Linked DNA regions of Mus musculus: regions 2 and 3 are each linked to region 1. A link is a contact called in public HiChIP or PLAC-seq and promoter capture Hi-C data. All regions are on one chromosome and are shown on one strand. The core of a region is the stretch at or near the end of the contact, and the rest is flanking DNA. Distances in the headings are between cores, read along the strand shown. Region 1 holds the start of Nfatc4 (nuclear factor of activated T cells, cytoplasmic, calcineurin dependent 4). Region 2 holds the start of Ap1g2 (adaptor protein complex AP-1, gamma 2 subunit). Region 3 holds the start of Cenpj (centromere protein J).

The links. Promoter capture Hi-C pulls out the DNA fragments that hold promoters and counts their contacts. HiChIP or PLAC-seq counts read pairs in DNA pulled down with a chosen protein or histone mark.
Region 2: a contact with region 1 is called in a promoter capture Hi-C map of pre-B cells, with 5 times the contacts expected there. The contact joins the promoter of Ap1g2 here to the promoter of Nfatc4 in region 1. A contact is called at or near these places in 7 of 39 promoter capture datasets (cranial neural crest, embryonic stem cells, liver and 3 more) and 2 of 115 datasets of contacts at active chromatin or transcription factors (both in embryonic stem cells).
Region 3: an H3K4me3 HiChIP or PLAC-seq map of bone marrow-derived macrophages shows a contact between it and region 1, with 6 times the contacts expected there. The contact joins the promoter of Cenpj here to the promoter of Nfatc4 in region 1. A contact is called at or near these places in 2 of 39 promoter capture datasets (both in liver), 1 of 484 Hi-C or Micro-C datasets (muscle stem cells) and 1 of 115 datasets of contacts at active chromatin or transcription factors (bone marrow-derived macrophages).

Annotation. Positions count from the first base shown.
Region 1 is chr14:55,823,540-55,826,239 of GRCm38.p6, reverse strand. It overlaps Nfatc4 (nuclear factor of activated T cells, cytoplasmic, calcineurin dependent 4), which reads right to left and starts at 1,445. Exons shown (of 10, transcript NM_023699.3): 1 at 1,104-1,445; 2 at 1-82. The coding sequence starts at 1,203. It overlaps Gm41159 (a long non-coding RNA gene), which reads left to right and starts at 2,651. Exons shown (of 3, transcript XR_874646.3): 1 at 2,651-2,700.
Region 2 is chr14:55,105,241-55,107,940 of GRCm38.p6, reverse strand. Ap1g2 (adaptor protein complex AP-1, gamma 2 subunit) reads left to right here and starts at 1,348. Exons shown (of 22, transcript NM_007455.5): 1 at 1,348-1,433; 2 at 1,812-2,016; 3 at 2,511-2,635. The coding sequence starts at 1,813. Jph4 (junctophilin 4) reads left to right here. Exons shown (of 6, transcript NM_177049.5): 6 at 1-1,115.
Region 3 is chr14:56,570,436-56,573,135 of GRCm38.p6, reverse strand. Cenpj (centromere protein J) reads left to right here and starts at 1,290. Exons shown (of 17, transcript NM_001014996.2): 1 at 1,290-1,398.

The DNA of each region.
Region 1 (2,700 bases), core at 196-2,695:
ATCCCAATAGGGGCAGCACCATAAGGAAGGGGTTCCCCCAGGGCCAAACGACAGCATGGAGGGGTATCCTCTGAGTCCAGCTCTGTCAAAATGGAAGGGAAGTAGAGGGAGAGAGAGAGAGAGAAGCTGGTGAAATGTCTACGTTTCTCGGATGGTCAGCCCCTGAAGCCTGATATGCTTAGCTAGGAGAGGTTCCCCTAGTCTCCGGACAAAAGCAAAGTTGAACATCACAAGACAGAAAAGAGATACAGGCATGCCAGGACCTCATACTCTAACACTCTGGTCCTGGGCAGGTGGGCTGGGGTGGTTTGGGGAATTCTAGAGCCAGGCCTGGAGGTGTGCTTGCCCAGGCTCTGGGCTGGGCTGGGGGCGACTCACACATGAACCCAATTAGCGACGGTTCCCAAACCCCCAAATGGTGCTGGCAGAAACCCCAGTTACCATCGCAACTGTGGCCTGGGGGTGGGAGGGATGGGGGCATGTCTGTGGTGACGAGGGGAGGTGACTCCTCCCTCGCCCCCCCCAAAGGGGGCGGGGGTGCAGTCGAAGGGTGATGCGTGCGGGGCCCAGCCAACGGGGGGGGGGGGGAGAGGGGGTAGCGGGCAGCGCGGATTCCGTGCAAGCGGCGGCCGCCGCCCCCGACTCGTTCCCCGCCATCTGCCTCTCATTGCGGCCAGACAGGGGGAGGGGGAGGGGTGTCCCTGCGCTGCCCGAGGGAGCCCCCAGCCCCAGGCGTCGCGTCTGCAGAACCAGGCCTAGGTCCTAAAGCCTTTAACTCCAGGGCCAAACCTCCCCTTCCCAAGCCGGCACCTCCGGCTCTTGGGGGCCAAGGTTCCCTTCCGCACCCCATCCCAGAGACAGTCGGCCTAGCCGGCAGGCGGCGCATAGCCAACAACACCCCCACTCCCACCCCAGTTAGGACCTAAAAAGGAAAAAAAAATGATGCCGTGGCCCCCAGCCTCACTTCCACAGCCTTGGTAGTCCCTCAGCTCCCTTCATCCTCTGACCCACCTCACCCTCTCACACACCCCAGGCTCCCAAACTGGAGATTTCCTGGCCCTTCGGTCACTGGCCAAAAGACCCCTACCCAGCCCCGCACTAACCTTCCCCAGGACCCCCAGGGCCCAGCGGGGGGGGCTCCTTTTCCTCTCCGAACACCAGCTTAAATTCCAGCTCCTCATCCTCGCAGCTTGCGGCCCCCATGGATCCGGCCGGAGCCCCCAGGTCCCGCCTGGGTGGGAGGGGGAAGCTCTGGACGCTGCTGTAGCTTCACGCGAGGGTAGCTCCCTCCCTCCCTTTCTCTGAGACGCCCCCTCTTCTGTCGCTGCCGCCTCCCTCCGGACGCCCCCTCGTTATTATAGAAACTTTTCCAAACTTTTTTCTCCCAAACTTCTTCAAAGCGGCCCCCCCCCAGCCTGTCTCTGATTGGTTACCCGGGATGCACCGGCCCCTCCTCCATGGATGAGATGGGAAAACCACGCGCCCCTAGTTCCCCCCCCCCCCGCCCCCGGTCATCTCTCCAGTCCCACCCCCTCCAAAGAGGGAGAAAAAACTGAATTGGAAAATGGTCCCTTCAAACGTTATAGAACCCTAATGGTACCTATTGGCCCACAGTTGTGACAATCATTTCCCACCGAAAGCCCAAACCTCAGCCTATTTAGTCCCAGCGTAGGGGGTGGGGAGGTCCGGGTCCCCTCGCCTTAAAGAGGCCATATTTTTGTCACCCGTCCCCCATTGTAGCAGGCCCACGGTACATTCTGAAGAGCAGGATAGCCAAAATCTCCCAAGAAAGGGCACCTCACTGTCCTTTCCATCCAAATCTTGAGTTGAAGAGAGATCTGGGATTGAGAGAGGCTCTGAGCTGCTCTGTAGAGGAGGCCATTCCTCCACCCTCGCTGAGACCACTCTACCTGGACCTCCAAGGAGCCTTTGCAGTTCTTAGCCACCACCTCCACAAGCCACCCCCCACCATTCCCTTAAGATGAAGAACTTCTAGCTGTCCCAGAAGCCTCTCAGAACTTTCGAACCCCAGGAAGCCTTTGAAGGCCCATAGCCCGCTGGGCGTAGATCCAGGCCAGGCTTTGCTGATACCCTTGTCCCAGCCACCTAGATAGGCCATTAATTAGCCTTGGAGGAGATAGTCGGCTCCTTCGTCCCAAAAGCTGCAGATCTCTGGGCTCGCTGATCCCAAGACGTTCTGCTCCCGGCCATCCTAAATTCCTGGCCGGGTTTAGAAAAGGCCAGAAGCTAAAAACTTAGGCCCACCGGCTGGACACCTGTCACCTGGGCAGGGAAGGAAGACCCGGTCAGGAGTTTCTAGGAAGGGCGAGCATAAAGAGGTCCCATTTGGAAGAGAAAGAATAGAACGGGAGATTCTTGATTCGGACTGGAGGCGCTGCAAGACAGGGGAGCAGTCACCATTCTCCTTGCATGCTTACCACATGCTCCAAACTTCCCTAATAAACCTGGCAAATCTCCAGTCTCTAAATCTCTCAGGCTCCGACCCGCGTCCCCCAACAGCAAACCCCAGTCCAGCACCTAAAGGGTTAAGCGCCGGCCCTCTGGTCAGACGTTTACAAACACTCGGGAGCCGGGCGGGGACCGCGCCCATTACTCTAATGAGAAACAGGCTCTGCGGGGCAGAGGGAAGGGGGGCTGGCCTGGCGGGCCTCAGCTCCTTGGCGGCGGAGGCGGCGCCCC
Region 2 (2,700 bases), core at 99-2,598, 720 kb after region 1:
GGGGGTTTGGTGTCCTGAGGAATCTCCTGGAATCTGAGTGGAGGGGAGAAAGGAAATGCATAAGAAGTGATTGGGTGGCCAGACAAGGCACTGCCTGAGCCACTTGGGGCTCACTGGCCCCAAGGGAAAGCTGCAGGAAAAGTACCCTCCACTCTTACCTCCCAGAACCTACCTAAGTTCTTGCCTACTTTGATCTTCCCTGAGGGAGAAAAGGGGAGCGAACAACAGGAAACTCCCCGTGCTCCCTCTCCTGCCCTCCTCAACCAGTCCCTCTCCCAACCACCAAGGATGGCACGCCAAGCCAAGAGTATTGAGAAAAGCAACGAAAAACCATCTGGTGCAACCAAGCCCGCCCCTCTTCAGATTCTGCCACTCACCTCTCTACCCTTCTCTGCCCCCCTGAAAATTTATTTGGTTGGTCTGGACTCACTTGTGGCCTTTGATTAAATTCCTAAGGGGACTGAAGAAGACATTTCTGCAGAGGGTTAGAGGCGCTGCAGCAAGCGAGGACCCCAGTCCTCAGCTCTGACAGTTGTGGGGCGAACACGTTGAGGGCTGAAGGGCAGCAGATGCTGTCACAAGTCTAGTTTCTAACCCCTCGCGTAGACTCCTGCGAGATGGGAGCTAACGGGGAATCAGAGGAAGCCGCTGCCCCACACAGGGCAGGGCAGAGGTGGGTGTCAACCCCGGACGAGAGTTGGGGGGAGAGCCTGTTTGAGATTATGGCTGATCCCTGGGACTAACTTTCCCTCTGGGGACAGAAAGCTGTACAAGAGGGGACTGTGGAACCCCGGGGGACTTTCCTACCCTGCATGAGGCAGAGGCAAGCTGCCTGCCAATCAATCCCTTCCTCAAGGAATGGCCTTGCCCAGGAATGCCCACCACACACACACTCTTCTTATTTTTCTAGTCAACCTCTGTTTACTCCCTGGCCTGCCTTCCTCCTGCCTCCCTTCCTTCCTTCCTTCTCAATCTTTACTTCTGATTTCTATTTCATGGAATTTGGGATTGAAGTTATACAACAGTGCCGCCAACATCAAGTCTTGCAGGAAAAAAAAAATAACAAAGAAATTTAACAAAAAAAAGTATATTAATAAAAAAGTTCCAAAAAGGGGGGGACTGTCATCTCCTTTGGGGTGCGATGGCTTCTGACTCAAGCTCTCTGAGTGCCACCTGGTGGGGTGGATGAAAAGTGAGGCCCCTGGGGGAGCCACAATCATGGAACAATTCTAGGCTCCTTTACCAAAGTGCCAGAGACAGGCCAGAGGTCAGAAATGTCAAGACGACTCAGCAGGGAGGCCCTAGAGGGGCGGGGTCCCGTGATAGAGGCGGGGAAGAGGGAAGGGCCCCGAACCGAGCACCAACCCCAGCTCTGTCCCATACCAGGAAGTGCTGGGTGGGGGGTAGAGGAGCAAAGTTGACACCGAAGCCAGGTGAGCTTGGGACTGGGAAACTAGTGCCTTCTGAAGTGGGAATGGGGGCAAGAAATCTCGCGAAGGGAATAGTACAGAGAACCAGAAGGAAAACTAGAGAGGAGAAACTGGTCCGGGAAGAAGAGCGAGAAATAGACTGGTCTGTAGCGCAGGCTCAGTAGAAACAGCCACAGGGTGGAGCAAGGACGCATGCGTAGTGGGGATGTCCTTGCGAGGCGGGAGGGTGGCCCCCGGGTACATGTGGGAGGTAAAAGTGGGCACAGTTTTAGGGCGGCGGTGGGACGCAATCCCTTCGAGATCTTGGCACAAGGCAATTCTATCCAACCGGCTAGAACGTGTTGAAATAAAGTCTTTTCAACTCCCGGGCTCTGTCCCCAGGATGGTGGTGCATTCGTTGAGACTTCAGGACCTAATCGAAGAGATTCGCGGGGCCAAGACGCAGGCCCAGGAACGGGAGGTGATCCAGAAGGAGTGCGCCCAAATTCGGGCCTCCTTCCGCGATGGGGATCCCCTGCAGAGGCATCGCCAGCTGGCCAAACTGCTCTACGTCCACATGTTGGGCTACCCCGCCCACTTTGGACAGGTACTGGCCTGGGATGGCTACAAATTTTGAGGAAGATGGCCAGTGCGCCCCTTTGTGTTTGTACCCAGGCTGTGGTTTTTGTTTTTTTGTTTTTGTTTTTGTTTTTTTCCTCCAGTTTTTTTGTTTCGAAACAGGTTCTCTATAGCCCGGACTGGGAACTCGAGAAAACCCTGCCTCCGTTTCAGTGTAGGGACTTTCAGGCATGCCCCGCCCTACCCAGCTAAATCCTTTAGTTTCTGAACCTTTTATCACCCTACTAGTGATTTCTTGCCAGCCCCGTTCAGCACCTCCCCATCCCCTTTCCAGACTCCACTCCTACACAGGTCCCTGAAACCTGCCTGCTGTCATCTGGATCCACACTTAAGCTTCTGGTTACAGAGAGAGTGATGAAATATGATCCCTCACAAGTTAATCTGGCCTAAAGGAGATTGTAGCCCGGAAGTTAGTGCCCTGTGGTTTCACACTGCCCTCCTGGTCTGCCTCCTTCCCTATAGATGGAGTGCCTGAAACTGATCGCCTCCCCCAGATTCACAGACAAGAGGGTGGGCTACCTTGGGGCCATGCTTCTATTGGATGAGAGGCACGATTCCCATCTGCTCATCACCAACAGCATCAAGAAGTGAGAGGGTTCTGGGGCACTTGAAATCAGGGCGCTGGGAGAGGGGGAACTGCAAAATTCCAGCG
Region 3 (2,700 bases), core at 41-2,540, 750 kb before region 1:
AACATTTTAGGTGTGTGATCTTGGTAGTTTTGAACTTTGGCTTTTTCATCTATGATGTAACCTAACAAAACAAAGCAAAACAAAAACTTTTCCCGTCTCCATGTTTGAGGTGTCTGTACAAAATTTTAATTATCTTTAATAATATTGATTTATTTGAACTAATTAGTATAAAGGGCAATTCTTCTTGATGACCTTTTTATATAGAATCTCATGTTAACATACTGGCCTCTAACTTACTCTATATTGGAGGGTGACCTTGAATTTCTGATTCACCTTCCCCACCTGAGAGACTGGTCACCAATTTTGGATTATACAGTGCTGAGGATAGAACATACTAGGCAAGCATTTGATCAACCGGAGAAGAGAAAATGGGATGGCCTAGTGGTTATGGGCATTTGCTGTTCTCTCTCCCAAGATTGGGTTCAGTTTCCAGCTCCTACATGGTAGCTCACAAACATCTGTAGCTCTAGTTCCATGGGATCATGGGATCAGATGGCCCCTATGACCTCTACAGGCACCAGACACACGTCAGGGCACATACTAACATGAAGGCAAAATATGCTTGCACATAAAGTAAAAATAAAATAGTAAAATTATATATTTAAAAAACAGATGTTAGTTTACAATATTGTTCAAACCTAGTCTAAAAACTGTGGTAGCTTGAAGTGTTGTAGCATCCTAGATTAAAGGGTCATGTCTGTATTTTGGAACCCCTCTGGTGGCAAAACAAATAAACAGTGAAATCTGCGCTCAACATTCCATATATAATTTTAATATCTGCACTTTCAATATTCCATATAATTTAAACACTGAATGCACACACTTTGTGCAGCCATCGACTAGCCACATAATAGATGATTATTTCCGGAGTAAATTTTTCCACGGTTATCTTCACTTATTCGTCCTACCAATGTCACTTTTTTGTTTTAAACAGGTCTTTATTAAATCAAACCCATTCAAAGAGAAAAGCGAAGACGACGAAACTCTCCCAAACCTGTCGTCTTTTAGATTCGGTTTGAATCTCTGTGTTCCTGGCACAATGGAGTACGCTCTCTGTTACCGCAGGGGTCAGATCTCAATCGGTTGACTTCAGAACAACAGCTGTTGACCAGTGCCCGCCGCAAAAGAGCGCGCATAGAGCATCCCCTAGCAACGTTTATGGCGGTGTTGCTGGGAGTTGTAGTTTGCATGTGTCCGAGGCGCCTGCGCGCAAGCTCACACGGACTGTAGGAACTACATTTCCCAGGAGTCACTGGACCAGAGTTGGGCGGGGCCGGTCCAGGAGGCGGGGCTCTGGCTGCAGCGATGGTTGTGGCGGCTCATTCGTAAATGCCGGGCCAGCTAAGTGGTGACTATCGCTGGTCGGAGCGGTCTGAACAGCTGTTTCTTCGAAGAACGGTAACTGATGGGCGGAAGGAGCGGAGAAGCCCGTCCGCCGCCCGGTTCCTGAGAGGCCAGCTTGGGCTTTGGGGCTGGCATGGCGCGGAGGGCTTGGCGCCCGCGGGCGGCGGTGGTTCCGGGGCTTAAGCCCGCTTTGTTCTTCCGAGCACCCGGGGGATCGGTCCTCAAGGGGGTCGGCCGGGGTGCGTGTTTCTGTTCCGGGCGACACGCTCGCCGGGCCGGGTGCAGTGGCGCCGCTTGCAGTCTTTCAGGAGGCCTTATCTCGGCTTCTCCAAAAGCTTTGTTGCTTTCAAGAAGAGTTGTGTTTCAGGGGAGGCGGACCTGTCAGCTGAAAGTTTTCAGGGTCTGAATTGTCTCCTCGTATCTTCCTCAATCAAGGTCTGAATTGTCTCCTCGTAACTTCCTCCTTCTCCAGTGCAGATAATTTATGTTTTGAACAGAAAGATGTCAAAGCTTTCAATTAGTCGATTTTTTTTTAAAGGCAGCTTTACGTACAATTAACTTACGGTAATGACTACAACTTCATAAGCAGGTGGTGTTGTACCTCAGATTTTAATATCTGAGTTTACATAACATACTGTCCTAGACAGTCTATTATTTGTAGTTTACCTAGGCCTTCGTATAAGTAATAAAAAACAAATTTAGGGGAAAATTTTTGGCGTTCTTTAGACAAGGGCTTGTTATGTAGCCCAAGCTAGCCTTCCACCTCAAACACTGTATTATAGGTGTGTATCATCAATACCCAACTGTGAATCAGTATTTCAATACTTAAAACTGGCAGTACGTATAGTTTTAGGACCACAGTAATGGACTTGTAGCAAAGGTATGGAAGTTTTAGTGCTTTTTAAAAAAAGGTGTGTGTGTGTGTGTGTGTGTGTGTGTGTGTGTGTGTGTGTGAAGACGATGTTAAGATGCTGCCCTAAACCATTATTACACTTTGCTCAGTCTAACAGGGAATTGTTGACGATTTTCACATTACAGAGTGACTTTCTTTGCAGCTTGTTTACTGTCTAAATTAAGATTTATTTAGTTTTAAGATTACCTTTTACAAATATTGTTGTGTACATGATATGTGTTGGATTTCATGCATGTTCTGCATGTGTGGAGGGCAGGGGACAACTTTGTAGAGTCAGTGTCTCCTTTCACCTTTATGTGGGTTCCGGGACCAGCTCTGATCGCCAGGCGTGTACAGTTTGCACTTTACCCACTGTGAGCCATCTCTCCAGCTCTGGGTTTTCTTGCTTTTGTTTTGTTTTAAAGACAGTCTCTCACTTTACACTCACACTGTCTTTGGGACTT